Regions from separate parts of the Mus musculus genome. Here all the other regions are linked to region 4. The links are chromatin contacts, called in public HiCAR-type, HiChIP or PLAC-seq and capture Hi-C maps. All regions are on one chromosome and are shown on one strand. The core of a region is the stretch at or near the end of the contact, and the rest is flanking DNA. Distances in the headings are between cores, read along the strand shown. Region 1 overlaps Cacna1a (calcium channel, voltage-dependent, P/Q type, alpha 1A subunit). Region 2 holds the start of Nacc1 (nucleus accumbens associated 1, BEN and BTB (POZ) domain containing). Region 3 overlaps Cacna1a (calcium channel, voltage-dependent, P/Q type, alpha 1A subunit). Region 4 holds the start of Zswim4 (zinc finger SWIM-type containing 4).

The links. HiCAR-type assays count read pairs that join an accessible place to other places. HiChIP or PLAC-seq counts read pairs in DNA pulled down with a chosen protein or histone mark. Capture Hi-C pulls out chosen DNA fragments and counts their contacts.
Region 1: an H3K27ac HiChIP or PLAC-seq map of embryonic stem cells shows a contact between it and region 4, with 4 times the contacts expected there. The contact joins the enhancer-like site here to the promoter of Zswim4 in region 4. A contact is called at or near these places in 9 of 115 datasets of contacts at active chromatin or transcription factors (embryonic forebrain, embryonic hindbrain, embryonic stem cells and 3 more) and 2 of 9 other capture datasets (embryonic stem cells and pancreatic islet).
Region 2: a capture Hi-C map of macrophages shows a contact between it and region 4, with 3 times the contacts expected there. The contact joins the promoter of Nacc1 here to the promoter of Zswim4 in region 4. A contact is called at or near these places in 1 of 39 promoter capture datasets (embryonic stem cells), 6 of 115 datasets of contacts at active chromatin or transcription factors (astrocytes, bone marrow-derived macrophages, cardiomyocytes and 2 more) and 3 of 9 other capture datasets (liver, macrophages and pancreatic islet).
Region 3: a contact with region 4 is called in a HiCAR-type map of embryonic stem cells, with 4 times the contacts expected there. The contact joins the enhancer-like site here to the promoter of Zswim4 in region 4. A contact is called at or near these places in 1 of 15 datasets of contacts at CTCF or cohesin (the NIH/3T3 cell line), 1 of 484 Hi-C or Micro-C datasets (myocytes), 4 of 115 datasets of contacts at active chromatin or transcription factors (bone marrow-derived macrophages, embryonic stem cells and trophoblast stem cells) and 2 of 9 other capture datasets (embryonic stem cells and macrophages).

The regions. Positions count from the first base shown.
Region 1 is chr8:84,551,051-84,557,882 of GRCm38.p6, reverse strand. It overlaps Cacna1a (calcium channel, voltage-dependent, P/Q type, alpha 1A subunit), which reads right to left. Exons shown (of 47, transcript NM_007578.3): 16 at 4,753-4,870; 17 at 4,554-4,621; 18 at 1,073-1,179. Among named protein-coding and RNA genes, the nearest start is that of Gm32854, 34 kb to the left of the region's middle. Within about 2 kb of position 3,397, at least 48 of the 459 cell types and tissues checked have an H3K27ac peak or open chromatin away from gene starts, as enhancers often do.
Region 2 is chr8:84,682,817-84,689,173 of GRCm38.p6, reverse strand. Nacc1 (nucleus accumbens associated 1, BEN and BTB (POZ) domain containing) reads left to right here and starts at 1,312. Exons shown (of 6, transcript NM_025788.3): 1 at 1,312-1,499. It also overlaps a transcript of Trmt1 not described here.
Region 3 is chr8:84,497,840-84,503,945 of GRCm38.p6, reverse strand. The region is part of intron 3 of Cacna1a (calcium channel, voltage-dependent, P/Q type, alpha 1A subunit); the gene reads right to left. Among named protein-coding and RNA genes, the nearest start is that of Cacna1a, 86 kb to the right of the region's middle. Within about 2 kb of position 2,170, at least 126 of the 459 cell types and tissues checked have an H3K27ac peak or open chromatin away from gene starts, as enhancers often do. A contact at or near this core is called in the NIH/3T3 cell line, bone marrow-derived macrophages, embryonic stem cells and 3 more, where this site is marked.
Region 4 is chr8:84,235,387-84,241,696 of GRCm38.p6, reverse strand. Zswim4 (zinc finger SWIM-type containing 4) reads left to right here and starts at 4,655. Exons shown (of 14, transcript NM_172503.3): 1 at 4,655-4,830. The coding sequence starts at 4,693.

The DNA of each region.
Region 1 (6,832 bases), core at 2,148-4,647, 320 kb before region 4:
CTTAAACCTCCACTGCTCAAGAACTCTCTCTGGCTGTAACTTAACTGGGGAACAACAACTCTTGGAGCCCAAGCACAAGTTTTTCCTGTGGTCTAGCCTTGCCTATTCTGTTCCCTTCCCTACATTTTCCTCTAAGTCTGTCTCTCACTCACTCTTTTTCAGCCATGCTAGTCTCTTTCCCATTCCTGGAACACCCCTGCCTCCGAGCCTTGCCTCCTCTCTCATTTCCTTCAAAATTTGTTTCTTTTTAGGCAAGGCCTTTTGTCATGCTTTGAATATGCTTGGCCCAGAAGGCACTATTTGGAAGTGAGGCCTTGTTGGAGTAGCTATGTCACTGTGGGTGTGGACTTTAAGAACTTCATCCTAGCTGCCTGGAAGTCAGTATTCTGCTAGCAGTCTTTGATGAAGATGTAGAACTCTCCATCCTCCTGTACCATGCCTGCCTGGATGCTGCCATGTTCCTGTCTTGATGATAATGGACTGAACCTCTGAACCTGTAAGCCAGCCCCAATTAATTAGTTGTCCTTATAAGAGTTGTCTTGTTCATGGTGTCTGCTCACAGCAGTAAAACCCTAATGAAGACACCTTTCCTAACAAGTTTGTTTTCTGGAGACAGCATCTCACTATGCCTAGTCTGGACCTGGCTGTTCTTGAACTCACACAGATCTGCCTGTCTCTATCTCGAATGAGGCATGTGCCAGCACCCCTGGCTATAAAGTCACATCTGTGGGGCTGCAGTGAAGCCTGGCTCAAGTTCTGCACTCCTCAGCTCCCTGCCCCTTCCCAGATGCTTCCTGGAGGTTCCACAGGGTATAATTTACTTACTTGTCTTGCTTATTATTTATTATTTCTCTGACTTGAACAGCTACACAACAGTGCCCCTCCCTGACATGGATGCTGCCTTCCCAGCAGTTACAACAGGACCAGGCTCATTGTAGGTGTTCATTAAATACAGAGTGAAAGGGGACGAGAAAGCAAAGGTGCCGACCTCTCCCAGGCTCAGCAGTTAGGGGCCACGCTAACTCTCCCCACATCCTTGCCTGGGTGGCGCTTAAGGCTTGGGGATACTTACACGGCTATGGACATGTTGGCTGCAGACAGGGGACTCACTTCTGCTACCTCCTTGGCTTTCTGTAGAGCCAGCTTCTGATTGGCTGCCTCTTCCTCTTCTTGCTCATCCTGGAAGGTAAGTGGGATTCTTGTTCACAAGAACAAAGGGCCTGGCGGGGGTGGGGGGCACTTCCCACCTCCAGGGGGGGATTTCCCACCTCGCTGCCAGCTGGGGCAAAAGTGAAGTACTGAGAAGTAACTTCAGCTTGGACCTTCACCAGTTAGAACCAAGCCCCCCACCCCACCCCCCACCCCCGTCAGACTGGGTGGTGAAGTATACTGCCATTCCCGTGTGGTCATGCTGGCTTGCTAGCTTATTAACCTTGGTAGCCCAAGCTGGTTTGGAACTTGAGATGGTCTCAGCCCAGCCTCCCCAGTACTAGAATAACAGGCACATGCACGCATGCCTGGCTACCCTGCCTCTGTTCCCCCAACTGTGTTTCAGGTTTTATGCTAGCTGGAACAGAGCTCTGTCCCTGAGCTGCACTCCCAGCCCTGTGTCTGTAGGTGTTCTGTGCTTTACAGGTCGTTTAAGTGCTCAGAATCCGCTCCCTTCGACATCCCCAGAGGCAGAGCCGTAGGTTCCCCAACTGTCAACAGCCCAAAGGCAGTCTGGGGTTTATAAGATCTATCCGCAGCCCCAACTGTGGGAAGATGGGGAGAGAGGGGTTGGCTTATGGTTTCAATTCATGGCCTAGGTGGTTGGGGACTTAAAGTCATTTCACTATGTCGCAGAAAAGCCCTCAGTTGCCCAGTGTGGTGCAGGTGATGAACGCCATTAATCCTAATGCTCAGGAGGTAGAGGCAGGAAGTTCTCTGTGAGTTTGAGGCTAGCCTGGTCTACATAGTGAGTTCAAGGTCAGCTAGGGCTACAAATTGAGACTCTTTGTTAAAAAAAAACAAAAAAATTGAAAGAAAGGAAGAGAGAGAGAGAGAGAGAGAGAGAGAGAGAGGGAGAGAGAAAGAAAAGAAAAACCCATCAATGGAAAGACAAAGAAAAAACAAGGAGGAAAGAGATAAAACCAAACCCACCAATAAGAGAAGCTATGGGGACTGCCCCCACTTTCTAAGCTCCCCTGGAACAGAAGTAACCTGCACCTTAATCACTGTCAGTGACAGGAGACAGGGTTCCCTGATGTCAGGCACCGTGTCCAGCATCTTTTAGACCCAGGTGGTTGGAACATTGGTCTCAGCCACACTGAAAACGAATGTTTCCCGGCCCCGGCAGCACCTGCAGACCCAGGGCTGCCTTCGGGATCTACACTTTCAGCCGGCAGCTGGGTGGGTGTGAAGCACATTCAGGTTTAATTGTCTCGTGTGCAGTGGAGAAAACCACAAGGTTCAGATTCAGCCAGGGTGAAAATCCCAGCCATAACCACTTATTGCTGTGTGACCCTCAGTAAAATCTCTCCATTTCTCTGTGTCTCTTCTTCATGACCAAGCTTCCAGGACTCCCTGACTCAACCCACTGCACTATTCCCTTCAGCACTAACAAACAGTGCTTTTAAAAATGCATCTGATTTCTGGCCTGCCTCTACAACCTGAATCCTGTCCTCCCAGGGCAGGGACTGTTGTCTGTCTGTCTGTCTTGCTCACCGTACTCTCCCTGGCTTCGAGCCTGTGCTCACTGTTGGTAGTCAATCCATGATTACGGATGAGGCATGGTATCTGTAAAATGTAGCTCAAACAAGTCCCTTCCTTTGCTTGGGGATTACAATGGTGTGAGCCACATGTACAGTGGATGAAGGGGAAGACGGGGGTCTGCAGGGGGATGGCTGCCTTCACTTTGGAGTGTAGCTGGCCTGTCTTCCCATGCCAGCCTCCTGTGTCTTGGATGAGCTCATGGCTGGATCGGACTGTGGTGACACATGCCAGCCAGCTTCATGGTGGCTGAACTCTTGGCTTTGTGCCTGGGGTGGGAGACTTCCGCTTTTCCCTGCCGGAGGTGGGGCTGGGAAATTCTCCCTCCCTCCTGCCAGGGCAAACAGATGGAAGCTTGGCAGCCCCTACCCCTGTAGCCTTGCAGTCCTGGGTTCTGAGGCACTGGGGAGGGGCTCCGGGGCTGGGAGGAAGACTCTGCCTGCAAGCATTGTGTGTTAATTCTGCAGAGCCAGCCGTGGCTGCAGGAAAGATGGTCTCTGTCCCTGACACCTCAAGACTGCACAAACTGCGGTTTCTCTATGTTTTCTCCTCCAAGGCCGATGAGCCCAGCTCTGGCACATGGGCCCCACTCATCACCACCTTGTCCAGGGTTTTCTGCGCAGCCCATAATCTGGCTGCTCTGTTCACAGCCACCAGGGGGCGTGAGCTGCTTTGCAGAAAGCAGGGTTTCCTCCCCCAGGCCTGACTGGCATGGACCTGAGGACACTTAGGATGCCGGAGGATGCCTTGAGGGGCACGTGATGCCAGCTTGTCCCCAGATAATTCAGCGTCACTGAGTAGGAATGAAACCTGGGCTTCATCTCACCCGGTGACTTTTCTTCCCGAGTTCCTGCCCCAGCTCTTCTCTGCCCTTTGTAGGGCTCCATCTTTGCTCTTGCAGTTCCTGGTGTATGGCACTGGCATCTACCTTCCCTGGCCTTGGCTTTCCCACATGTGGTGTGTGTGTGTGTGTGTGTGTATACACACACACACACACACACACACACACACACACACACACATGCATATCTTTTTTTTTTTTTTTTTGAGGGAACACAGGTTCTTTATGTGGCACGCGTCTTAAACTTTCAATCCTCCTACCTCAGTTCTGTGCTCAGTCACACACCACCACGCTGGCTGCATGATGCTTTAAGTAGTGGCCATACCATCTGCGACCATGGATCTTTTCTTTCTGACCCTCAGTTTCCCCTTCTCCGAAGGAGGACTGGAGTGGAGCCTGGCACCTGGACCACAGCTCTGTACTGTTGTCCCTTGGAAGGCCAGCCTGAGGGCATTCCATCTGGCTAGTTCCTCAGCACAGGGTCACAGGTGGAAACATAAGCCTGCAGACCCACCCTGTCTTCCCAGCCAGGTAACCTGTGCACCTTGTCTCGAACCTCCTATCAACTGTCCCCTGGCATGCTCCCTGTGGAAGTCAGAAGGAGGGTGATTTGGGGGAAGGGGCAACCCTTGTCACTGTGTCTGAGCCTTGCTAGCTCCAGCTCTGCCAGAGGCCCTACCAAGTCACTCCTTGCCCCATCCTTTGGCTGGCAGCAGTGCCCATTATCCTGAAAGTCCTTATTCCTCAAGCCTTTGGGTGCAGGCTCAATATCTGTCCTCAGAAGCCACCTTACTGTCCCCTTCCCCTTCTGGGCTACAAACTATCTTGATCAGGGATGGCATGGCTCCAGGAGAGGTGCCCAGTGCTCCCATCCCCAGCAAGAGCCCTGACCCAGCCCCCACATCCCTCCAAACCCTGCTGTCATGATCTGCCATGAGCAGGTGGTTACTGTGCCCTCCACCTTGGTGAGCTCCTGGGCATTGGCCAGGTTGTCCACTGCGATGGCCAAGAACACGTTCAGCAGGGTGTCTGTATGTCGAGTCAGGGAAAGCAGCTGATGGAAGGAAGCTCACGGCCTGGTGGGGCTGGTGGAGCCTGGGCATTTGGGTCCCGCCTGCTCCACCCACACCCAGTCTGTCCCTGGTGCCCACGAAGGATACAGTTCCCGAAGAGGGTGAGGACGATGAAGTAGATGGAGAACACCATGCCGCCCTGCACGCCCCCCTGAGACTTGATCCCATCATACATGACCTCATTCCAATCCTCGCCAGTCAGGATCTGAAAGATAGGGACAAACACACAGCCAAGCCCCTCTCAGCCACCAGCTCATTGGAGCCACAGCTTCGGCCATGTCTGTCAGCCCAACCCCAGCCCAGGTCTTCTGGAGCCCTTGTGAACTTCTATCTCTGTGCCTGTGGCTGGGGGTTCTCAGCTTGGCTGTGGGAAATAGGGGATATGGGTGTCTCAAGGCTTTTGGTGACCCGTCTTTTCTGATGTGACACAAGTGTTAGCTCTGGACTAAATGGGTCCCTGTCAAGCTCCAAGGCAGAAGCTCAGCTCAGAGTGAGTTGGTATTTGGCAATTTAGCGAGACCCTGTCTCTAACAGCAAACAACAATTTAAAAAGGCACCGATTCTGGGGATGGAGCTGGGTGGCAGAGTGCCTGCCTAGCTCACATTTGCCAATGGTTATTGGACCTTCTAAGAAGTACCTGGGGTGACATGGGGTCAAGAGGGTGAAGCCTGTATTCCGGCTTGGAGGAGGAGGAGGGAGAGAAGGAGGAGGAAGAGGAAGAAGGAAGAGGAAGAAGAGAAGGAAGAGGAAGACAGAGGTTTGGGGATGTAGCTCAGAAGATGTAGCAAGTGTAGAGCATGTGTTTAACATGTACAAAGTCAGGATTTCTATCCCCAGGACCACATAAACCAGGCATGGTGGCACAAGCCTGCCATACCAGCACTGGGGAGGTGGGCATGAGAATGAGTTGAAGGACAGCCTTAGCTATACAGCTAGCATGAGGCTAGCCTGGGCTATATGAGATTCTCTGTCTGTCTGTCTGTCTGTCTGTCTCTCTCTCTCTCTCACACACACACACACATGCCATAGTGTTAGTGTGAAGACCAGAAGACAATATGTACGAGTCCGTTCTCTCCTTCTACCACATGAGCACCAGAGATAGGACTCAACTTGTCAGACTTGGGGATAATCATGTTTGCCTACTGAGACATGTCATTGATCTGCCTGCCTGCCTGTCTGTCTGTCTGTCTGTCTGTCTACCTACATACCTACCTATCTATCTATTGTCAGGGTCCCACTATGTAGACTAGGGATTAAAGGCCTATATCACCATACCCAGCCCTCCTGTCTTTTAAAATGAAAACAACAAAACAAAACAAAACAAAAAACCACTACCCCAGTTTCTTTCCTTCTATTTACAGTCTCCTGAGGATAAAGGAAATAGGAAAGAACTCCTCTGCTATGGCCAGGCTTCTCAGCCTGGCACTGCTGGTCCAGGGTGGGTCATTCTCTGGGAGGAGCAACCCATGCCTGCCCAGTGCTGAACATCCCTGGCCTCTGATAACCAGATGCCAATGTCATCTGCTTACCCCAAATAGGTATGACCATCAGCAGGGTCTGCAGACAATCAATCAGCAGGGTCTGCAGACAATCAATCAACAGGGTCTGTGACAATCATCGGGGTCTGCAGACCATCAACAGAGTCTGCAGACACTGTCCCTGTCCTGGGAGGAGCTTGGGCCTGCCAATCATCTGCTCTCTGGCTCTGGGTGTTGCTTCACAGCTGTCTTCTCTCAAGCCAGCCTGGCAGTCGCATTTAGAAACTGCCAGCTTTTTAAGAAAAGGAAGGATGGAGGCCATATTCTCTACATAGTCTGTTCTCTCCCAAAGAAAAAACCTCAATCTGAGTATGTTAGAGATCTCTGATCGGCCACTCTCCAAGCCTCAGTGAAGGAAGCAAGCCGTCTTGTCCTGGAACACGTGGAGACTCCTGCTTCGAAGATGGGTAGAGGTATCAACCAGGCCTTTCCCTTTTTGTTTTGTCTTGTTTTGGGTGGGATCTCATAGCCTGACCTTGAACTGGAGTTCCTCCAGTCTCAGCCTCCTGAGTGTTAGGATTACAGGTGTGTGACATTACCCTGGGCTCTCTTTTCATTTTGGCTTCCCTTCTTCCTTCCTCCCCCCCCCCTTATGTCTTTCTATCTGTCTTTCTTTTCTCTTCCTCAG
Region 2 (6,357 bases), core at 63-2,562, 450 kb before region 4:
GTGATTCTTAATAATACAACTCTTCTACAAGGGAGTTTCACTAGTTTAATTCAGGGCAAAAAGCGGAGGCACTCTGCACCTTTAGATGTCTTCTGTGTGCACCTTGTAGGTTAACTCAGGCTCTAGAATAGTATTCACTGTCTTTGAATCTCAGTCCCACCACGTACTCTGGGCAAGTTAATTAAAATGTAAGGCTCCTATTTCCCTTACCTGTTAAATAGGAATCTTAGCTGTCAAGGGCAAAGATTAAATAACCGAATGCCTGGGAAGTGTGCAAAGGAGCCACTCAGACTGAGTGTTGGCCTAATGTATGCATCAGGAAAATATGGAGATCCGGGATGTGAGAGTTATCTTAGCTTGCCTTGCTATATGTTATCTGTTAATTGGGGGTAGAGGGCACTCTTAATCCAGGTTGTCCTGGAGTTATATAGCCCAGGGCAGATTAGAGTTTCCTGCCTCAGTCTCTCATATGGTGAGATTTCAGGCATTTCTACCAGGCCCAACGGTACTTATTTTGTTTCAAAATTTTATTTTTTTGTTATTTTTGTGTATGTGTGCAGTTGTGTGTAAGTCCTCAAAGAGCAAAAAGGTGATAGTTTCTAGAACTGTAGCCATCTGACATGACTGCTGGGAACTGAACTCTATTCAACAAGAGCAGTACACACTCTTAATTTTTTTGAGACAGGGTTTCTCTGTGTAGCCCTGGCTGTCCTGGAACTCACTCTGTAGACCAGGCTGGCCTCGAACTCAGAAATCCTGCCTCTGCCTTCCAAGTGCTGGGATTAAAGGTGTGTGCCACCATTGCCCGGCCAGTAGACACTCTTAATCCAGTCCGCACTCTTCTGTTCTTGACTCTGCTACCCATCCAAAAAGTAGTCAGGCCTCTCTAACATTAGTTATAAGACGTATAATTATCTGAGTTAGTGCAAAATGCTAACAGAACTTCACATCGCATAAGCATCCTGAGTTTTCACTTTATTAACCTCTTGAACCTAAGTTTAAATCTTCGTATTCACTTTCCTGTGATCTTGATAGTTTACTCAGCTCAGCTCCATGAAACCTCATTTCCACAAAGAGCCTAAACTGTTCCTGGAACAACAGTTGTTCTCATTTTACAAGAAACTGAAGCTCCAAGATACAGAGCAACCTGTCCCGCAGTCACTCAACTTAGCCCGTCTACAGAACCGAGACCCGGGAGGAAAGAGGAGCTGGTGAGAACCGAAGCGCTCGAAGCGCGGCTAAGCTTGCCTAAGGGGCGGGGCCGAGGCAGTTTTCCTCCCTGCCGGCAGCGCCGTGCGCTTCCTCGGCGCTCGGCTGGGGCGGCCTGGCCCACAATGAATGGCCGCCGCGGCTACCACTGCTGCTGAGGCGGAGGCCGCGGAGGCCGCAGAGGCGGAGGCCGAGGCCGAGGCGCAGGGAGGCGCGCCCCGGGCCCAGGCCCGGCCCCAGCTGCCGCTGCGGAGCCCGCCGGGAGGCCCCGGAGCGCGGCCACAGCGCAGGTGAGATGGCCCGCCCCAGGCCCAATTCCGGCCTCCTCCCGCCCGGGGCGGCCCGAGGACATCAGAGGTTCCGGCGGAGGGCCGAGAGGCGAGGCCTCCGGGCGCCCTGCTGCGAACCAGAAGCCGAGCCCGCGGCGCTGACAGCGGCGGGAGGGCAAGAGTGAGATGGCCGAATCTCAGCTGGCGGCCTACAGCGTCCAGCCCGCGGGCCCGGCCCGCAGGGCTTGAAGGCCGCTCGGGGGAGGCGCGGGTCGCGGGATCCTTGAAGTCTCAGGGCCGGAGGGGGTAATCGCGTGGAGCCGGCAGGCGAGGCTGGAGGGGGGAGGGGAGGCCTCGGGCTGGCGGGGGGTGGGAGGGCGGAGGGCTGCGCCGCCCGAGGGAAAAGGCCTGGAGGGGTGCGGGAGGGCCGGAGCTTGCAGGTAGAGGGCGCTGGGGAAGGGGGTGGGCGGGTCAGGTTACAGGCCTTGGGGGGAGGTGAGGAAAAGCCCGGGAAGTTAGACTTGGGGGGGGGTGGGCGGAGCTTGCTCGAGTGGGGGCGGATTGGAGAGAGCCCTAAGATATTTGCAGGGGGTCGCACGAGGTCAGAGACTAGAGATGTGCGGGTAAACTCCGACGGGAGGGCATCAGGTAAGGCTGGGCGTGTTGGGAGTTTGCAGGCGGCCCAGGGCCTATGGTTTAGGATGTGGGGAGCAGGTTAGGAAAACCTGGTGTGAGCTAAGGGATCTGCCCCCCCCACACACACACATCTCCGTATGTTTGCTTAGGGTCAGAACCGGGGGGGGGGGGTTCCTCTTTCCCACGCCTCTTCTCTGACACCTTGGCCAACTGCTAACAAGGACAGGCCAGCGGCTGGATGGGAGTTAGCGTGGGCTGCACCGGATACCTAGTTCAAACATCTTGTTTTCGGTGTGTATGGCCCCTACTCAACCCACCGCCCTACCCCACCCACTATGGAGGCAGCCCAGCAGACATTACCTGATTATTCTAGAGTCCTGAAATCGTTCTCAGCCTTCTGGCGCCGGAACCTGGGGGCTCCAGTCTAGAAGATGAGCCCTCACAGCGTTGCAATACGCCCTAGCTTTCCAGGCCCAACCTGCTGCCTGGGCCTGAATTCTGTCTCCTCCTGGGAGATAAAATATTCTGTCGCCTCCTGGGATGGTGACTGCCTGAAGCTCTGTTGTGTCTTTGAGACAAAACAGGTACCTACACATCCTGACTTGTGCCTGGGGGAGGGAGAAGGAGGGCTCCTGGTCCCAGGGCCTTCCCTCCCTCCTTGGTGCCCCTTCTAGGGCAGGTTGTATGCTAAGCGTGGAACCAGCTAGTTCATTGATTACTCGCCACCGCTGGGTCTTTGGCTTTCTCTTTTCAGAGAAAGAAGCTGGGGTTCGGGGCGGGGCTTGTCCCTGGTCATATGACTAGACTGTGGCCTATGCCTATTAAGTCAAGTTCGCCCTCCTTGGGTATCAGCAGAGAAATTCCTGCTGTTCCAATTCCCTGTTGGAGTCTTCTTGGACCTGGCCTTTCCTGGGCTCTCTAGACCGGCTCAGTCAATCCCCTTGCAGTAGTTCCAAGGAACTGTGTGTGGGCTTCTTCATCCTGCTCATACCTTCTCTCCCATCCCGCATCTGGGAGTCAGGGGCACGGGGCTCATGAAAGTGCTGGTTCTGCTGCAGGAAGTGGTTGTAGAAGAGGGTGGTAGTGGTTTGGGAGTGAGATTTTGCTTTGCCTGGACTTTGTGCGCCTTACTTTGGTTTCTTAGCACACTGCTCCAACTCTAGACTAATTGCAAGGTTAACAGTGTGTTCCTTGTTTTGGAAGGGTAAAGTTTTTGTTTTAGTGTTGTTTTTTTGGTTGATGTTACTCTAGCTCAGGCTGACCTTGAACTTATTATAGCCTAACTAGTCTTAAACTATAGCCCTCTTGCCCATCAGCCCAGTGCGGGGATTGTATAGGAATGAGGACCACACACTGTCTTGGTGACTTTGACTGGACATCCTCAGCACCAGAGTCAGCTACAAACTTCTGGGTTGCTGGTATCAGGCAGTACTGGGTTTATTGATGATTTTCTTGAGTCTCCATTTTCCCTCTTATCCTTGGAGTTTCCAGAACTCCACCATCTTCTGGGCCATGCCCTCCAGCCTGGTCTCTTGATGGGGGAGGGGAGCTGAGGACTGGTCCAGCAGCCTGTGTTACAGAACTTGGTGCTTTCAGATTGTTTTCTCTGCTGCTGCAGCTCTCCAGGAAAACCCCCCTCTTGCCTCTCAGTTGTCTCTGTTAGTTGGGCTGATATCACCTCAGCATCTTTAGAATTACCTTTATTCTCACCACTGGCTGCTGCTGCTGCAACTTTGCTTTAGCTGTTGATGCACAGAGACCGATGTGGACCAAGGGGAACTGCTGGGGCATAGACTGGCTGGCTGTTCCTAGGCCTTAATGAGTCAGGTATCCAGGACAGATGGTGTCAACTAGTTACAGCTGGAATGCAAAACTGGTGGGAGTTGGCCCTGCAGTATGAAGGCAGAAATGGCCAGGTGGCCCCTCCACATGCAACTAGAACAGAAGGTGCACTGGTCATATCTGCTCTTCAGTGAGGACCTTAGGCAAGCCCAGCCTCCGCTAAAGTGGTCAGTTTGCTTTCAGTGTTTTGTGCCCACTCCCTTGCTGAAAACTGAAGAAGCAGTTCTGAGTAACAGTCAGCAGGCTCTCTGAAATGTCTGTTCAGATGGTGACCTAACTTAAAGAAATGGTCCCCAGAGGTTCAGAGAAACTAGCTGCTCTGTTGATGAAGATGGTATAGCAAGACGAGGAGATGATCAGTGGTGTGGAGGCAGGGAGTTCCACTGGGTAATCAGAGACTAGCCATGATCTGAATAGTAAGTTAGGCTGGGGGACGGATGTTCTGGTTGAGGACAACACATTCAGAGCTTTTATTGAGTGTGTGCCAGGCTCCTGCTGAGTTACCAAAAAAAAAAAACGTTTTGTCTTTGTGAGAGAAGAGTGAGGGATGACTCTGGTATAGAGCAGAGATCTTTCATGCTGTCCACAAGAAAGAGCTCAGTCAGAGGATCTCAGAGGTCTCCCTGGCATCCCCAGGCAAAGTCCAGATCCCTTGACTTAAATCCAGAGTCACTCTTCTTTTCTTTTTGGGTTTTGTTTTGTTTTGCTTTGGGTTTTTTGTTTTTGTTTTTTGGATTTTTTTTTTTTCCAGAGACGGTTTCTCTATGTAGTCCTGGCTGTCCTGGAACTCTGTAGACCAGGCTGGCCTTGAACTCAGAGATCCGCCTGCCTCTGCCTTCCAAGTGCTAGGATTAAAGGCATGCACCATCATCAACCAGCTCAGAGTGTCTTAAAGTCTGTCTTCCACAACCCACTTCAGGTTTATGACTCCCTGGGCTTTCTTACATCTGTATTTGGTCTGTACAGGGTCCATCAGAAGGCTGGCCAGTGAGCCCTAACCCAGGGGTTCATTGCCAGAGTGATACAGCACCTGACTGGCCCAGCTACATACCTGAGTTGAGCTTGAGGCAATGCTCGGGCAGTGTAGCCTCTTCCTGGAGCTCGTACCCCAGGATCACTTTAAACACTTCTCTGTGTTTGAGCTCACTCAAGCCCATGCCTAGCGGGCCCTGTGTGGTGGTGTCACTATCTGACACATCTTTGAAGTCAGCAGTAAGTAACCTGTTTGCTGGTGATGTCTTCCCTGGAGTGCATTGGCCCTGTCTGTGGGTGGGTGGGGTTGGGAGAGAAGCAGGCAGGTTAGAAGTAACCTATCATGGGTTGTACTTAACAAATGCTTGCCATCTATTTGCTCTCCTCTGTACAGCCTCAGCAGAGGTGTAAAAGTTAGAACTTGGGGGACCTCTGGTGTTCTCTGAGTGGAGCAGAAGAGTTGAAGGGTGAGTGAACATTAGGATGTGACAGGGTCAGTGCCTCTGCAAGGTCACTTATCCCAGATGCTGGAATTAGGAGGGTATATAACTAGCTTCTTATAATTTATATATTTACTCTTTTTTTTTTATTACATTTTAATCTATTTGGCAGGACATGGAGATCAGTCATGGGACAACTTGGGGAGTCAGTTCTCTCCACCATTAAGAGTCCTAGGGATCAGACTCAGGACACTAGCTGTGGAGGCAAGCTTTACCCAGTGAATCATCTCCTTGGCCCTGCAACTAACTGGCTTCTGACATCTCTTATGTAGCATTAATACTGGATTTGGTACTAGAAGTCAGCTAGAGACAATTTAAGCACTAGAGGTGCAGCTCAGTGGGAGAGCACTAGCCTGGTATGAAAAGGCCCTAGGTTCTATCCCCAGCACCAAAAAAAGACAGGGGGAAAAAAATCTACCAGAGGCTCTGTTTACATTCTATGTACTGGGATGTCGATTTATATAAGGGACTAGAGCTTCCTTGTATTAAGAAACATGAGTTCTCCAGTCAGGTCTGCTTTGTTGTTTAAGTTTGTTTTTTCATAGTCTTGCTTTGTAGCCTTGAATAACTAGCTCAAGTGGTCCTCCTGCCTCAGTCTTCCAGGTAGCTAGAAATTTTATTTTCTTACTTGATAGATGGGAGAAACAGTCATATCTGACCTGTAGTGGCTCTCAGCCAGGGTCCAGGGCTGTGTCTTAAAACAAATAGTTGTTGCATTGTCCTGTTTAGGAGGTAATGCATCCCTTTGGTGATAGCATGGTCCTGCATCATCCCCAGTGCATCTCCGCAAGCTCCATCTACAGTGGAACCATCCTCCCTCAGCCCTGGTTATGCCATTGTTACCTCAAGGACTCTGCATTTGATCTTTGTTCTCTCTGTTCTCTTTTGGGTCTGAAGGCACTGTGACTTAGAAGAATAGGCTTATGATC
Region 3 (6,106 bases), core at 921-3,420, 260 kb before region 4:
AGGTCATGTGAGGTAGGAAGAGTCACCTCTAATCTGGGCCACATCTTCTGCTGGCAGCCTATACACAGGGCATAGAAGACGGAAACCTGCTCTTTGCCTGCATTCTCTCGCCTTGCTAGTAAGTCCATCACTTCTCTGGCATTAGATTCTACTTCTTCAGTGTTCCAGTGTATACGGACGACTGGCTGAGACATCCAGCCTAGTGGAATGAACAACTACTGGGTTCTCGAACCTTCAGTTCATAGCTAGCCATTGCTGATTAGCTGAACCACATTGTGTAAGCCATTTTAATAAATCCCTCCTCCCCCCTCTCTCTCCATTTTCTAAGTCTATAAGTTCTGTTCCTCTGGAGAATCCTGACTAAGACAGAGTCCTTGGATACCCTTTGATGTACAATCTTACCTCAGCAAGTGGTCTTAGCCAGGGCCCCTCATAAACCACCTCACTCTAGATAAGTTCCTTAGATGCAAACAGAACACTAAGATATTTCAAAGCCTTTTAGCAATGTAACTTCAAAGGCCACCAAAATACTCCCAGGTGTACAACTGTCCTTTCTTTCATAAGTGTGCATGGATGTCTGTACCAAGACAATGCTGAGGCTGGCATGACGGCTCAGCAGGTGACTGTCCCCACTGCCCAGCCTGGTGTCCTGAGCTCAATCCCCAGGGCCCCATACAGTAGAAAGGGAGAACCAGCTCCCACAATATGTCCTCTGACCTCCACACACAAGTATAAATGGATGCACACACACACACACACACACACACACACACGTGTATATACATGTGCACAATAAATAAATGTAAACATTTAAAAACCTTTTCCTCAGTAAACTGAGCTTTGCTTCAGACTGCCTCATTTTCTGTGGGGAACAAGAGAATCCAGCTGCCCCTGACCAGAGGTTAGGGTGTGAAGTGGGTGCCCCAGGGAGGGCCTGGCAGAGGCTGGGTCTTTCCCCGTCTCCTGGATGCTGAGCTGGAAGTGCTGGCAGTTTGGGGTGGGATATGCTGTGGACTGCTTTCTGTCCAGGACAGAAACACTTCTCAGTGCTTTTGGACGCTTTTCCTCTTGCTTGTAGATGACTACAGAGGGACAGGGAGATGGCGCTGTGGGCTGAGGGCGCAGAGCCAAAAGGACAAAAGAGCCTGGGTCCTACCTCAGTATGAAGAAAACTGCAGCAAATCTAGAATACACCTCATGGAACTGTGTTTCCTGTGTACAGTGGAACATTACCCATCCAGTAAAAAAGATGGGCTCTGTGGGAAAAGGTGCCAGGCCTGAGGACCCAAGCTATCCTTTGACCTCCAAGACCTGTGTGTGTTGGCAGACAGAGAGAGCCAGAAGCGCACACGCGCGCGTGTGCACACACACACACACACACACACACACGGTCACTTGCACACGAACAGGATGGAACGCAGGTCTTTATGTTTACCCAGCAAGCACTTTATCAACTGAGCCATCCCCAGCTCCTTCCGTCCCTATTTTTTCTCAATTGTCCCCACTGGAAACCCAGCCTCAGTTTCCTTCTCAGGAGGATGGAGAAGGATATAAAAAGTATTCCTCCTGGTATAAGGAGTGAGGCTTACACTTGATTGTTCAGGAAAAGTGCTGATCAGACCCAGGGAGCGGCCAAATGGGACTTTTCTCATTCTCTGAGCAAAGCTGACTGTGATTGGCTGTTATCATTCTCTTTTTCTGAGTAAAGCTGCCTGTGATTGGCTCTGACAAGTTTCCAGCCCAGAGGAAGGAGGCCAGATGAGGACCCCAGCTGCTAGCCAAAAAGCAGCCCAGGAAATGACAGCACATTCCCATGATCCTTAGCTGTCCCAGGAGAGCTCCGGCCTGGTTCCATCCTGACCTCAGACTAACTTTCCAAACTGCAGCTCTGCGTAGAGATTCACTTGCCCTGGATCTTGGCGTCCCAGTGGGGGCCCAGAATCAGGAGGGATTCATAGTACATTCGGGCCACCCACTTCTTTCAGGTCTGATTCTTGTACCCGAACCGGGGTAAGGTGCAACTGGATAGACTGTCCCTGGTCCCTGCAGGCCCCACCCCCACCACACATTAATTAAAATGTGAATCACAGCTGAGTCACTAAAGAGAGGGGGAAAAAAGGTCAATGAGCCAGTCTGGCTCCCCCTCCTTCCAGCTCTAAGGCATGAGTCAGCAAAGTACAGATCAGAAAATGGGGAAGAGAAGGGAGAGAGGTGTGCGGCTCTGCCTGAGAAGCGTCGTCAGCGAGAGCTGCTTTAGTTCTTGGGTTAGCAAAAAATAGTTTCCTAGCCCCTCCCTCAAGGTCTGTTAGCCAGCCCTGTGCTGAGCACAGCGATTCTCATGTCTGCCCAGCTTTTCCGAGGAGCTTTGGCACTTTGGGTCTTGCCCACTTCAAGGATGGCAGGCTCTTTATTAAGGCACCCCTAAGAAGCAGATGTCAACTCTCATCTCCCTACTCCATACCATCCCCAAAGCCCATTAGTCTCTTTAGATTTCTGTGTGATAGCCCTGTTCTGTAGCGAGCAACAGGAAGTGACCACCACTAGGTGGGAAGAATATTCCGGAAGTGCTGATCTCGGGGGTGGGGGTGGGGGTGGGGCTTCATGACACGGTACCCAAGCTGGGACTGGTGGTACAGGCCTATAGTCTGAGCTACTCCTACTTGAGAATTGGAGGCAGGAGGATCACAAATTCAAAGGCTGACTGAGCAAAGTTCAAGGCCAACCTCGGATGACTTAGTAAAATTCTGTTTTAAGGTAAAAAGTAAACAGGAATGGGGGTTGGGGGTGGACACACATGGTACCCGTCAACAGCCAGTGCAGAGGGACAACAGTCCAATAGGTCCTGCTTCACCCTGTCCCTGGGAAGGTAGAAAGACATACCCTACTGAGAGCTGAGTCTCAGACGACCACATACTCAAGACATGCATTAAGTGTGTGTGTGTGTGTGTGTGTGTGTGTGTGTGTGTGTGTGTGTGTGTGTGTGTGTATGCGCATGTGCATGTGCACATACACACATCAGGACACCTTGCAGGAGTTGATTCTCTCTTCCTACCATTTATATCCCAGAAGTGAACTCAGGTCATTAGGTTTAGCAGCAAGCACCTTAACCCACTGAGCCATCTTGCTGGGCTGGAGCTGGGCTTTTCCCTTGTGACATTTTTCACTTCTGCTGGTTGAAGTGGCAGAGGTGGAGCCCGTGCACACAAAGGGCTCAAGCGAAGACACAGTGGCAGCCTGGCACTCCCTGCTGCAGGGGGATGGAAAGGAACCCCACGTCTGTGGTACAGCTGGACCCACAGGAGCCTGCCCCTGCCCACAACCACCACTAAGTTCTCTCTTCTCCCCTCCTGCCTGATGAATGCAGTTCTTAGTCCCAAGCTTCAAGCCACATTTTGGAGGAGGTGCAGCCTCCATCCGAGGGACCCTGCATGGCTGTGTGGAGCCACACCCCACTTCACCTCATCGTACCCATCACCAATCACATTTTAGAAGGTGATTTCTTTTCTTTCTTTCTTTCTTTCTTTCTTTCTTTCTTTCTTTCTTTCTTTCTTTCTTTCTTTCTTTCTTTTTCTTTCTCTCTCTCTCTCTCTCTGTCTCTCTCTCTCTCTCTCTCTTTCTTCTTCTTCCTCTTCTTCTTTTTTTTTTTGTTTGTTTTTTGAGACAGGGTTTCTCTGTATAGCCCTGGCTGTCCTGGAACTCACTTTGTAGACCAGGCTGGCTTCGAACTCAGAAATCTGCCTGCCTCTGCCTCCCGAGTGCTGGGATTAAAGGAGTGCACCACCACGCCCGGCGGAAGGTGATTTCTGAGGGACTAGGGGCATGGCTCAGTGGGTGAAGGTGCCTGCTGCCAAATCTGATGACCTGAGTTCCATCCCTGGAAGGAACCCACATGGTAGAAAGAGGAGACTGACAGAGACAAAGCATACTCTGACTGCATGTGTACCATGTGCATCATGACATAGGCACACGTGAGTGTATACACACACACACACACACACACACACACACACACACACACACACACACACCACACAGTGATGTAATTTAAAAACTTGTAACAAATGTGATTTCTGGGCTGGGGAGATGGCTCAGTGGGTTAAAAGGTCTTTCTTGCAAGCATCGGAACCTAAGTTTGGGTCCCCAGCACCCTGTGAAAAGCCACAGTAGTGATGTGGGTCTGTAAGTCCAGCACTCATGAGACACAGACAAATGAATGTCCGAGCTTGCTGTCCAGCCGGCCCTAGCTAGGTGAGTAACAGATGCTTTAAGAGACCCTGTCTTAACAAACAAGGAGAGAGGGATCTAAGAAGACGCCCTTTGTCAATGCCTGGCTGGTACACACAGAGAACACACATGTAATAAAACTGAAGTTGGTTTCTAAGGCTGGGAGTGTGGCTCGGTGGCAGAGAGCCTGCTAGCCTAGGTGAGGCCCTGGATCCCATGCACAGCCAGACAGGAAAAACCCACAGCTCTCTCGTGCACGGTGCGAAGCCTGGTGACTGGAATTTAGACTCTGAGACCCACATGGCAGAAGGAGAGACCCCAACTCTTACCAAGTTGTCCTTCCACCTCCATGTGGGCCACCCCCACGTGCGGAGAGATCTTTGGCTGTACCTGTCCATGTGGCTAGTTTTAGCCAGCACATTCTCAAAGGTCCTTGATAAGGTTTTTAAATGGACAGTGATGTACCTGCTGAGAGCCCTTTTTCCCTTCTGACCAGACAACGCAACCATTCCCTCAGTGAGACCTGCCCTGAGATGTCTCTGGGATTCTTTTATCCACTCATCCCACAATCTGGCCATTGAGCTGGGGGAGCCTCCTTTCTGATGGAGGGAAGATGGGCTTGGTCTGGGATCTCACCGAGCAGAAGCGCCAATCTGCATGTTGGCAGCAGGAGAGGTGGTAAAACCTCCAGGAGGTGGGGGGCCCTGGTGGGAGGAGGCGTGGGCACCAGGAACTGTGCAATACTGACCTCCCCCCCCAGCCTCCTCCTTCCTTCTCTCTTCTTCCTAGTGGCTATGAGGGACCTGGTCATGCTCCACCTTCCATGATCTCCTGTCTTACCAGAAACTTCCAAAACTGTGAACTTCAATAAACTTTTCTTCTTCGTACCTTGGTTATCTGGGGTATTTTGTGACTCGGATAGAAGGCTAATGTATTCGGTAAATATGCGAGCCAGAAGCAAACTCTGTTACTATGGTGATGTGTCAGAGTACCACATGTATGACCGATGTATGAGCAGTGAGGCTGGAGCACACCAGTGTCAGAGGATTAAGAAGTTACTAGGCCTAAGGAAGCCCATTCTTACTAAGAACTGAGTTCCGGGCTTGTGTAAGCTAGGTACGTGCTCTACCATTGAGTTACACCCCAGCTTCTCCCTCTGATTCTGAGTCGGCTTCATGTACCCCAGGCTACCCTGAAACTCATGATCTTCCTGCCTCTGCCTCCTCACAATGACCGTGCTCCCACAGGGTAGCCTGACACCCAGGATGTTGGCCTTGGACTCTCAATCCTGTTCCAGCCTCCCAAGCTACTGAGATTACAGGCGTGCACTACCACCCCTGCCCTGCCTCTGCCTCCTGAGTCTCCGAGTTACAGATTTGTGCAGACAAAACTAGCTCCCAGTCAGTCGTTTTGATACTTAGTATTTTAAGACAGGATTTCATTAGCTCCCAATACTTTCAATCCTCCTGCTTCAGCCTCCCTACTAACTGTAGCTCCATCTTTTCCTTTCTCCTTCCTCCCCAGGCACTGAGATATAATTGAAGTCCCTCACACTCAAGGCAGGCTTTGTTGCTGAACCCCACCCCAGCCAGGTAGGAATATTTAAGTAGTATCAACACCCTCATGGGACCAATCCCATCGTATGCAAACCTCATCACTGGCTGAAATGTTGTGAGGTGACTCATTATGGTCAATGCTGATTTGTACTCAGTGCTTCTCTTCTGGAATGTTCTGGAACATTCTGAGCTTTACACATTCGCACCCATTTTAATGCTCACAAAAAGTCTGACAAAATGAGGGCTTTTAACATGATCTGACTTCATGGACGTTGGCCCAGATCCTTCTGTGGCTCCTCTGGGCTTTCAGACACAGCCAGCGTCCC
Region 4 (6,310 bases), core at 3,406-5,905:
TCAGCTAGTCATTTAACCTCTCTGAGCCACCATGGCCCCATCTATTTAAAATGGAGACCCAGAATTCCACCCTAGTGGGACAAAGCAGGAACCTAGAGTAACCAAGGCTTTTTTAGTGTGGTCATGAACTGTCCTTAGCCATTAGAGGCCCCTTCTCTAGGCCTAGGGAACCATCAAATGAGATTTCAGACACAACTTTTTCCCTGTCTGGAATGCAACTTCTCCTGGCAACACTACCTATGAGCTTATATTTCCAAAAGGTTTCACAAAGCTGAACTGGCCAGCAGGACTGCCGAGCTGTGGCGCCACCACAAGCAAGCCTGCGTCAGCTGCTGCTGCTGCTGCTGGCAGGGCTGTGTCAGCTGGCTGTCGCTAGCAGAACAGGGGAACCCTCAGGGTAGATATGTCCCCCAGACTACATCTGTGTCCTCTCCCTCATCTGAGCCTGTAGGGCAGCCCTACTTCGCCTGTGGGTCGAGAGCACTTGGGTTTAGGGTCAGGAGCTCCAGATACCTAGACAGTGAGCTCATGGCTCGTGCTGAGTAGACATGGCTAGGACTTCCTGAAGCCAGAGCCTCAGCTCCAGCAGGGGTCGGGGGCTGCCAATGCTGGAACACCACTGCCACCACCTTTCCTAAGACAGGGGCATGTTTGAAATGAGTCTTGAGACTTTGGGGGACACCCTCAACTTTCCTGGATCTATTCTGACCCCCCCCCCCATTTCACACTAGGATTGCTGTGTGACCATGGGCAGCTTCCCGGCCTCTCTGGACCTCACTTCCATCATCTGTCCTGTTTTCTGAACCCAGATTCAGACCCTCATCTACTGTGACCCCAGTCAGGTCAACACTCAGCCTTTCTGCTCCCCAGCTGCCTCACTTGTGAGAGGGGATTCTGTCAATATCGATATCCACCCTGACAGAATAAAGAAAGTAAGCAGCCAGGCATTTTGGAATACACCTGTAACCTCAGCCCTTGGGAAGCTGGGACAGGAACATCAGGAACTCAGGGCTAGCCTGGACTATATAACAAATTCCAAGCCAGACCTTATCTCAAAGAATAAAGTTGAGCTTAGGTGGCAGAGTGTTAAGGTGACAGAATGCGCAGATGAATCCCCCTGGGATAGATCCATAGCACTGGATAAACTGTGGTGGCACAGGCTTGTGAGCACAGCACTGCAGATGTGAAGAGAACGTCAGAAATTCAGGGTCATTCCCAACAACACAGGGAGTTCAAGGCCAGCCTGGTCCACTGAGACCCTGTGTCAATAAATGAAATAACTCTAAAAGCTGTCCTTATTATTGAATAAAAGCTGTATTTTTCATGGGCAGAACACTTGATAACTCTTCATGATGAGACTCTGACAAATTTCCCCGGTAGCCAGCCCCTAAGGCCCACTCAGAAGGGAGACGCTAACCCCTCCCCCGCCAGCCTTCCCTCACCCTGGCTACCCCTTCCCATGGGTCTGTCTCTGCCCCAGCATGTTCCACATGGAGGCCCTGTCTGACTACCCTAGCTCTGCAAACTAGGGGCTTGCAGCCCTTCCAGGCAACTTCTTCCTGCTGGGTGACCTTGGCAAGCAGGTTTCTCTAAGCCTCAGTTTTCCCATCAGAGAAATGGAAAGTAGTTGTCACTGTCATTGTGGCTAGGCTGTGGGGATTTTGTTTTTCCCCTTCTTTGTAGCCTTGGTTGTCCTGTAAACAGCCTGGCCTCAAACTCACAGAGATCCACCCGCCTCTGCCTCCTAAGTGCTGGGATTAAAGGCATATGCCACCACCTCCAGGCTAGGGGATTTCATTCTTTTCATCCCCCTTCCTCCTCTTTTCCCCTCCTCTCCTTACCCCTCCTCCCCTTCTTCCTTCTTTTGTTATGGAGGATGGAACCCTGGGCCTAGCGAGCAAAGACAGCACTCTATCACAGAACGCACCCCAGCCAAGACAGCAACTCTGATTTTTTAAATTGTTCTTACTTTCTGTCTGGGTGTGTATATATGTGTGCACATGCCAAGAATTTATTTTTATTTTATGTGTATGGGTGTTTTGTCTGCATATATGTCTGTGCATCGTGTGTATGCCTGGTTACCTTGGAGACCAGAAGAGGATGAGACATCCCCTAGAGCTGGAGTTATAGGCAATTGTGGTGGTGGGAATTCAACCAGGGTCCTCTGGAAGAGCAGTCGGTGCCTTAACTCTGAGCTCTCTCGCTCTCCCACCCACTCTTTTTCTTTTGTTTTCTTTTGTTTCAAAATAGCTCCCAAGATGCATCCTCGGCTCCCCTGAACTCAGGATGCTTGCAGAGTGCCAGGATGCCAGCCGACCACCATCACACCTGGCTTTCTAAAAGTGCTTTTTAAATTTTATTTATTTATTTATATTAGATATTTTCTTTATTTACATTTCAAATGCTATCCGGAAAGTTCCCTATACCCTCCCCCCTAAAAATGCTTTTAAATCGTTATATTTATTATGGTGATAAGGCATGTATGTGCCACAGCACACGTGTAGATCAGATGACACCTGTGAGAGTCAGTTCTCTCCGACCATGTGGGTTGCGGGAATTGAACGCAGATCCTCTCGGTTAATGGTGATCACCTTTACCCTCTAAGCCAGTGGTTCCCAATCTGTGTGTTGTGACTGCCCCCTTGGCAGACCTCTATCTCCAAAAATATCATAACAGTAGCAAAATTAGAGTTATTAAGTAGCAACAAAAATAATTCATGGTGTTGGGGGGGTCACCACAACATGAACTGTATTAAAGGCCCACAGCATTAGGAAAGTGAATAGCTGCTGCATTAACTCAACTCATCTTACCCTAAAAAGCCTAAAAACAACAATACAAAACAAATAAACAGAAAATGTGGTACATTTACGCAATGGAGCACTACTCAGCTATTAAAAACAATGAATTTATGAAATTCTTAGACAAATGGATGGATCTGGAGAATATCATCCTAAGTGAGGTAACCCAATCACAAAAAAAAAAAAAAAAAAAAAAAAAAAAAAAAAAAACCCACACATGGGCTGGGCATGGTGGTGCACACCTTTAATCCCAGCACTCAGGAGGCAGAGGCAGGCAGATTTCTGAGTTTGAGGCCAGTCTCGTCTACAAATTGAGTTCCAGAACAGCCAGGGCTATACAGAGAAACCCTGTCTCGAAAAACAAAAACAAAAACAAAAACAAAATGGAAATAAAGAAACAAAGAAAACTAAGACATCACTGCTGTTATTGAGACAGGGTCCCGCCGGGGATGTAAGATTCCCTTGGAGTTGGAGTCACAGCGATCATGTGCCATGTAGGTTCCAGGAATCAAACTCAAGTCTTCTGGGATCCATTGACCGGTGCTCTTAACCTCTGAGCCATCTCTCCAGTTCCTCCATTGTGTTCTTCCCCCTACAAAAGAGCCCCACTTGAGCAGCCCTGTTTCAAGGGTTCACAGGCTACTTATGAGTGACTGTTAGTTGCCACGGTGGGGAGGGGTCTGTCCAAAAGCAACCAGTGGGCTAGTCGGCTTCTGTGGACCAGGTTGGGTTTTTCCTGCTTTGAGGATCCTAAACACTAAATGGGATCACAGCTATGTTGGCAGGTTTTAGTCTGAACTGCTACTGTACGCTGGGCGCTGTTCCACGTGCTGACTTGTCTCCCCATGGACGTACACTTGATCCTTGGAGCTCAGAGTTCAGAGAGACATTTAACAACCCCCCTACCCTGGTATCTCAAAGAGCTCTAAAGGATGAGGCAAGAGGATCTCCAATCAGACTAACCAGGGTTACATAATGAGAGAAGGGGGGGGGGGGTTCAGAGGTAGTGCAGGGTGGTGGGCCATCTAATCCTGGACTAGATGAATAAATGATGCTGGAGAGGCCGCGACGGTAGGAAAACGCAAGGTTCTCTTAGGTCATGGGGGTGGGGTGTGGAAAAATGACGAAGATGGTGAGTGGCTTCCGCACTGTGGAAAATATAAGCTGAGTCAGGGGGAAAAAACGATTCGAAGTGGGGGATTTGACATGCATTAAGTCCAATCTAATGAAACTAACACTCTCATGGGTCGAAATGGGCAATTTCATGTTCATTCCACAGACGTAGAAAGGATTGGGGTGTCTTAGCTCGCAGCTCAAGAGGAACTCGTAAAGTTAACAGCCCACAGCGAGCGCATTGCTAGGAAGGACTGTGCTGGCCCGGGTCGGCTCTTAGAGCATCCAAACTGTACCAGTGGCCCAGAGAGGTTATTGAGTTTCTAGGGTCATTACAGCTCAGAGAGAGTCAACCCCGGCCGGGAGGCGGCCGGAAGCGACCCTCCGTAAACAAAGCCGTGTGTAGGCGCAGCCCCAGCCGCCAGGCTAGAGGGCCGGCCCAAAGGGGCGGAGAAGGAATGTTGTGAATGAACGTGAGACCTCCCCGAAACTCCTCACAAGGCCAAGCCGTGGGGTTCCCTCATTTTGATTGGCTCATACCGCCCCGTGATGGACAGCGACTCTTCTTGCGACCTCTTATTGGATGGCACAGAAAAGACGGACGTGGAGATTGTCGAATGAACAGCGGCATCTTGGAGGCGGGTCTTTGAGGACAGCCAATAGAAAGGGAGAAATAGGGCGGTGGGGGCGGGGCCTCGTCTGAGGAGGCAGCGGCTGCTAAGACGGCTTCATTGTTGTGAAGAGTCTTAAAGGGGCCGCGTCGTCCGGCCGGCTCGGCCGGATGGAGCCCCCGGCGGCCAAGCGCAGCCGGGGCTGCCCCGCGGGGGACGAGCCCGGGACCGGGGCCCGTCGCAGTCGCCCCGAGCCGTTGTTGGACCTTAGCGCCAAGCGGGTGGCCGAGAGCTGGGCCTTCGAGCAGGTAAGGCCCCGGCCTGCCCCAGGCCTCACACCTCGCCCCCTCCCCAGCAGCCAGCCCCCCACACCGCCACCCCGGGCCCCGCACCCCGAGCCTCTCTGCCCGCGACCCTCCGGGTCTCTATTCTGACCTCTTTTCTTCCTCAAGAGACACACCAGCCCAGAGACCCACACTGCCCCACTCCTGCCGTAGGGTTTCCCTGTCCCACCCTCCAGGAAGAAGACCCCCGTCTCTGCAGGGCCTATACATGACACCCCTGTATCCCTTTGCTCCAGCCTCCAGAGCCCACCAGTCCTCTCCAGATCCCCGACTGTGGGACAAGAGGCAGGGTCACTGAGGGAAGGGCTCTGTGCCCCTCCTCCCCCCTTCCCCCTCCCTCCAGCTATTCCAGAGCCAAGATTGGGATACAGAGGCAGAGAGGCTCCTGGAACCCCTACTCTGTGACTTGTGGAGTGGTGTCCCGAGAAAAAATTCCCCTCTCTCTGTCTAAGGGTCCCCCAAGAAGATGGGAAGGGTCCGAGGCTCCTCTCAGTCCCATACAGCTGTCTTTCAGTCTGACTTTGAGTGTTCTTGGCCTCACAACTCTTCCTGAGTTAGGATGGATGGGTTTGGACTGACCGTGGACTGAGCAGGCTCTGATTCATGACCGGAAAATCCCTCCTTAGTCATCTGCCAACTGTCAGGAGCCGAATCACTGACTCCCCCTTCTCTCGTAGAAACCTTGGGTAGGGCCTCCGTGCTGTTCACCCTATGTGACATGCACAGAAGAACCGTAAAACTGTCTTCAGGACTCTCACAGATCTGCCTTGGCCCAGCCAGGTGCTAAGAGAACTCTGGGCAGGTTCTGGAGCCCTTGTGGAGTTGTTCTCACTTTGAGGAAACTGGGGCACAGAGACGTTGAGAAACTTGCCCAAGGTCACCCAGCCAGTCACTAGCCAACTCAGATTGGAACACAGCCTCGAATGCTGGCTCCATTCCTTGGAGTCTACAGGGGATGGCAGGTCAGCCCTTCCCTCCTAGAGAAGGGGCTTTTTTTTTTTTCCTCAGGGGAGGAACAGGGGAAGAAATACCCAGGGTGGAACTGATGTTGGGAGTCTGAACAATTTGGTTTAGGGATCCTGAAGAGCTGACTTCATCTCTGATGTAGTAATGCTGACCCCTTCAGGTTCTCAAGCTGTCATGCCAGCTTCCTCAGGCTCGTTCTGAGGCTGTGACACTGACCCAGTGCTATGGTTTCAGCATCTTGTGTCCCTGTGAAGATGCCATCTCCATAAGGGGCTGAGCAGAGGGAAGGCTAGGAACCCACGTCCTCGGTCTTTCTCACACGTGTATCTAACTTCTTCTTGTCCTGCACAAAGCCTGGGCTGAGGAGGGTTTTACCCCAGACCCCTGCGACCTGCCAGTAAGAGCTTCTAGAATGTTAACTATGAGCCAGGCACTGTTGTAAATAAATATGATTGTATTGGAACCTATTTTGTTCCTG